Regions from separate parts of the Mus musculus genome. Here region 1 is linked to region 2. Evidence: chromatin contacts called from public promoter capture Hi-C data. All regions are on one chromosome and are shown on one strand. Each heading gives the region's core, a stretch centred on a gene start, on an enhancer-like site or on the middle of the called end of the contact. The rest is flanking DNA. Distances are from core to core; before and after follow the strand shown. Region 1 overlaps Stk38 (serine/threonine kinase 38). Region 2 overlaps Mapk14 (mitogen-activated protein kinase 14).

Region 1 (2,700 bases), core at 112-2,611, 270 kb after region 2:
GCTAGAAAGGACAGACAGGCCTTATCAAAACTGTAGAGAAGGGGCTGGTGAGATGGCTCAGTGGGTAAGAGCACCCGACTGCTCTTCCAAAGGTCCGGAGTTCAAATCCCAGCAACCACATGGTGGCTCACAACCATCTGTAACAAGATCTGACTCCCTCTTCTGGAGTGTCTGAAGACAGCTACAGTGTACTTGCATATAATAAATAAATAAGTCTAAAAAAAAAAAACTGTAGAGAAGGTATCGCAAATGTTTCTCAACTGGACATTGATTTATGGGCCTTGTTTGGTTTTGGGTTTTGGTAATGGTACTGGTGAAGGCAGCAGGGCCTTCTGCATGCAAGGCAAGCAGCCTGCTACCGAGCTACAACCACATCCTTTCTATTCTCCCTCACCCCGTCTCTATGTTCCCTTTTCACACTTATCCAAACCTAGTTTGTGGCACTCCAGAAAATCCACACCTGAATCTGTGTGGATGGGCCTGATCCAGCATAGAGATGATGACACTCACAGTTCCTAAAGTTGCTCAAAGATCTAAGAGCAGAAGTGGACTCCAGACTTAGGTGCACTGTGGGTTTTCTAGGATGAAGTGAGGTTCCTGTGTTCATGTCTGTGCAGGTGCACACGCAGGTGTGTGCACACAGGTGCATAACCATGTGTGGGGCAAGAGCTCACGTAGCATTTCTCAGGCGCCAGCCACCTTTCTTCGTTTTTCTCTTCCTTCAGTGGCCTGGATCTTGAGGATTTAGGCTAGGCGGGCTGGGCACTAGCCCCAGGGTTCCCCGTCCCCCTCCTCAGTCCTGAGATCATTGCCATGGGCCTTCCTTCACGCCTGGCTCTTTATATGCATCCTAGGAATCAAGCCCGGGTCTTCATGCTTGCAGGGCAAGAGCTTTACCCACTGAGCCATCTCCTCAAGCCTCAACTGTGACTTAGTATGCTTTCCTGTGTTCTGATACTGCTCAAGTAGAAAGACAATGCTTGCAACCAAACTATTCTGGAGCTGTTCTGAGCGCTTTCATCCTGTCATCCTTGCTGCTTATGCCATGGTCACTCCAGCATCTTCCTAGCAGAGTTCTGTCCTCAACTTCTGCATTAGCACAGTTGGAAGCGCTCATCTCGCCTAGTCAGACAGCATGGGCAATACAGAAAAGTGCTGGATCTCTTCTGTACACTGCTGGGAGACGCTCTCAGGTTTCCTAAATAGTTTGGTCACCAGGGAACTCACTCACCCACCAGGTTAAGGACTGGGGCAGCTAACATCACTGTTCAAACTTACTGAAATCACTGGGCAGGCTGTGGTTCAGGTTCCTATAAAATTCTGTCCTGTGTGCTTTTTTCAGGCCTGTGCAAAGGCCAAAGTCGGAAAGTTTCACATGGCCCTGTGGGGGAAGGGGAAACAAGGGATGTGTGGACTCCTGGACAGGCAGACATTGTTACCTTCCAGCACCCATTACACCTCCGCCAACAGACTTCTCCTACCCAGCTTACTACAAGGAAAAACACACAGCAACAAATTTAAACAGATTTCCAGCGAAGTGTGTGGCCCATGTCTTTAATCCCAGCACTTGGGAGGCAGAAGCAAGGAGATCTGAGTTTGAGGCCAGCCTGGTCTACAGAGAGTTCCATTTCAGCCAGGGCTACCTAGAGAAACCAATTAAATATTGAAGCCAGACATGGTAGCCCATACCTTTAATTCTAGCACTGGAGACAGAAGTAGGTTGATTTAGGCCAGCCTGGTCTACATAGTGAGACCTATCTCAAAAACAAAAAAATCCCAACCAGAAATCACTCACTGGTCATGTTTCAGTTATGAGACCGCACATTACATTTCTTCTTTGTGTCAGACAGTGGTGGCCCACGTCTTGAAACCCTGTCTCAAAACAAAACAAAACAAAAAAAACAAGAAAAAAAAAACAAAACACCCAAGCCAAACAAACAAACAAACAAACAAAAAAAAACCAAACAAACATTTCTTCCTTATAACTGTGTCTTGTTCTAATTTTTTACTATATGAGACTATTCTTTTTTTTTTCCTTTCAAGATTTATTTATTTATTATATGTAAGTACACTGTAGCTGTCTTCAGACACTCCAGAAGAGGGCATCAGATTTTTTTGTTACGGATGTTTGTGAGCCACCATGTGGTTGCTGGGATTTGAACTCGGGACCTTCAGAAGAGTAGTCGGCGCTCTTAACCACTGCGCCATCTGGCCAGCCCGAGACTATTCTTTTTTATTAGCATATATTACTTATGCAAAACGATGGGCTTCAGATTGACATTTTCATATCTGTACAAAAGGGAACCATATGTAGCCAATTCTTTGGCTTGTCTCCCTCTTCGTTTTTCTCTTCGTTCAGTGGCCTGGAACTTGCCTGTTTAGGCTAGGCAGGCTGGGCACTAGCCCCATGGTCCCCCCGCCCCCCTCCTCAGTGCTGACATCACCTCTGTGCGCCTTCCTTCATGCCTGGCTCTTTATATGCATCCTTACAGAACAGAACTGCTGACACAAAATATTATCTGACCAGCCTCCTGCCCTCATGGCACAGCAAGTAAAGTTTCCACAGAAAGACAAGAATCCTGGGCCTTCCAAAGACACCTAGAAGATTACCAAAAGAAACAGTGGTGTACACCTTTGATCCCAGCACTCAGAAGGCAGAGGCAGGCAGATCTCTTTTGGAAGTCTGGTCTACAGAGTGAG
Region 2 (2,700 bases), core at 43-2,542:
TTTGACTACTGCATGAACATGGTACACAGATATACATGTAGGTAAAACACGCCTTCCCATGATGAAAATGTAAAAACAATTAGAAGAGACTTGCTATGGTCCATCTCTTCACTGCAGCTTTCGGGGAAATAGCCAGAGCCACCTTGCTAAATAGCTTCCTAGTTCTTGATCCACAACAATAGGAGATAATAAATCAGGTTTAAAGCTCCACATTTTGGGAATATTTGTTACCCAGCACTAGATAATACCCTAAGTGCTATCATAAAATGTCCAGATATTGTATAAGGTAGAAAGTTCTGTACTTCGGGAAGTTAGCTTGTGGAGACATCAGTCCTTGTGTTTACCCATAGTTAGGTTTGTAGCTCAGATTTATACAGAGATGGAGCCTAGGAACTATTGCTATGAAAGCTTTTTCCATGCTGGTAGCTAGACCATAGTAACTTGAGTGTAATATGGTTAGTCTGATATTTTAGATTTATTTGAAGTGAGTTAATTATGATTACTTAAAGAAATATTTGCTATTGAGATTTTGAAACAGCAAAATGGAGAAATGTTTCTAGTGGTACACTGTAATGAGGCTTTGGAAAATAGCCCCTTTTATAAAAGAAGGCACAGTGGGAGGGACATAACACTCAAAAATGCGGTTTATACCTGTGTGGAAATGACCTTATAAAACCCCTGATTGTGCTGGAGTGGTAAAATAAGGGCCTTTACATTTGTCTGAGGCTAGAGGATCCTCTAAAGGCACCTTACCCGTGTGGCTATTGACAGAAGGCCTGGTTACTATCTAGATCTCTGCACAGGGCTGCTACAGTCTTCTCTAGATCAGTGGTTTTCAACAGAGGGGACATTTTGTTCCCTTGGAAACCACATTTTGAAAGGGAGGGGGAATCTGGGTGTCATGGCATGCACTTGTAATCTGAGCACTGGGGCAGCACAGAAGGGCAGATCTTGGGCTTGCCCAGTCCAGCCTACTTGGTAAGTTCTAGGCCAGTGAGAGAAGAGACCCTTTCTCAAGGTACCTTTTCAATTTAAATGAACTAGACAGTGCCAGAATAGTAGTATGTGGCATAGTCACTTGTTGAGTGGATTGTAGATTCCTTTCCTCTGGGCTTTCAGTTTGTTTTTTAGATGGTTTAAGGCTTTTCTAGGAGTGTCTGCTTTTGGAAATTTATAATTTAGAGCAGAATGCATGATTTCTGTTCTTTCCAAATACTGCTCTGATAGGGAGAGGAAGCAGCATGTTAGTGCATAGAGCTCTAGGGCATTAGCAGCCTTTGCTGGAGGGTTTCCAACCCACAAGAACTATGTCTGAGTAACTCCTGCCTGTCTTGTACATGTAAGGTGTATTTTCATGGGAGTGTGTGTCCTCTATGGTAAGAATTAGTATGTTGTAATGAGAGCATGTGATTAGGGAGGAAGCATTAGACGGTCACTGAGCTGGTGCTGCGTTATATGTGCGGACATCTGGTGTGACTGCATCAGTGAGAATATCACAAAAGGCAGATTTGAAAATTACTTGGTAAAATGAAAAATGATTGTGATTTAGGAATGTAGGTTTCAGATTTACATATGGTGATTATGTCCGTGTAAGTATCATTAGAAGGAAATGTAATTGCTACTAACTAGTAGTTTGCACTAAGTTGAAAACACCACTAAGTGACAGAGCAGCAGTGTGAGTCACGTATCTCACTCTACTAATGGCCTCCATGAGAAATGAAAGCTTGTTTTAAGAAAAAAAGAGAGAGAGAAAATGGAAACATACACTGTTCAAAAGAGTGTAACAAGTTTAGGATATATTAGATATTTATGCTGTATGAATACAGTATTTCCCTATGATAGAATCATTTTCTGCTTCTGAAACTTGTTCTTTTGCCCTCAGTACATGAAAGAGTCTTGCTCTTTGCTCCATGTGTGTGAACGGAGAATGTACTAGAATTTTAAAGTCCTGTTGTTGGAATTTCAAGTAGTTTCTAGTTTTCCTGTGACCAGGCTGCAACAGATATGTACTTTGAACCCTATTTTGTTTGTATCTGTGCCGATGTTTTGAGATATGATTTTACTCTGTAGTAGACTGGCTTCTACCATGTCCCATCTGCCTCTGTCTTCCAAGCAGAAGGATTATAGGCATGAACCACTCACTACTACTCCCAGCTTCAGTGTGTGTGTGTGTGTGTGTGTGAGAGAGAGAGAGAGAGAGAGAGAGAGAGAGAGAGAGGAAGGAGATCCTTTTTTAAAGATTTATTTATATGAGTACACTGTCACTATCTTCAGACACACCAGAAGAGAGCATCAGATCCCATTAGAGATGGTTGTGAGCCATGCAGTTGCTGGGAATTGAACTCAGGACCTCTGGAAGAACAAGAAGTCAGGAAAAGAATGAGAGAATGAGAATGAATAAATGAATGAGTATGCATCATTACAGACTTAGACTTGTGGATGTCGGAGGACAACTTGCAGGAGTCAGTTCTCTCTCCTTCCACTGTGTAGGTTTCCGGGGCTGTATTCTCAGGCCTGGCAGTAAGTGCCTTTACCCTCTCATCTTTTCTTTACCTGCTGAACCATTTCACAGGCCTCGGTATATATGGTTTTTTAATCCAGGATTTGGAGAAATGTTTAACTGTCTGTTGGCTGTTTAATTGGTCATTCCTGGTATCTTGTGCATTTTGTTATCCCAGGTAGATAGTAAGTTTTGTGACA

The links. Capture Hi-C pulls out chosen DNA fragments and counts their contacts.
Region 1: a contact with region 2 is called in a promoter capture Hi-C map of liver. The contact joins two enhancer-like sites. A contact is called at or near these places in 2 of 39 promoter capture datasets (the HPC-7 cell line and cranial neural crest), 1 of 15 datasets of contacts at CTCF or cohesin (the NIH/3T3 cell line), 1 of 115 datasets of contacts at active chromatin or transcription factors (embryonic stem cells) and 4 of 9 other capture datasets (adipose tissue, embryonic stem cells, liver and 1 more).

Annotation. Positions count from the first base shown.
Region 1 is chr17:28,977,925-28,980,624 of GRCm38.p6, forward strand. Stk38 (serine/threonine kinase 38) reads right to left here. Exons shown (of 14, transcript NM_134115.3): 8 at 1,279-1,381. Among named protein-coding and RNA genes, the nearest start is that of Kctd20, 27 kb to the left of the region's middle. Within about 2 kb of position 1,362, at least 4 of the 459 cell types and tissues checked have an H3K27ac peak or open chromatin away from gene starts, as enhancers often do. A contact at or near this core is called in liver, where this site is marked.
Region 2 is chr17:28,706,054-28,708,753 of GRCm38.p6, forward strand. The region is part of intron 1 of Mapk14 (mitogen-activated protein kinase 14); the gene reads left to right. Among named protein-coding and RNA genes, the nearest start is that of Mapk14, 16 kb to the left of the region's middle. Within about 2 kb of position 1,293, at least 44 of the 459 cell types and tissues checked have an H3K27ac peak or open chromatin away from gene starts, as enhancers often do. A contact at or near this core is called in liver, where this site is marked.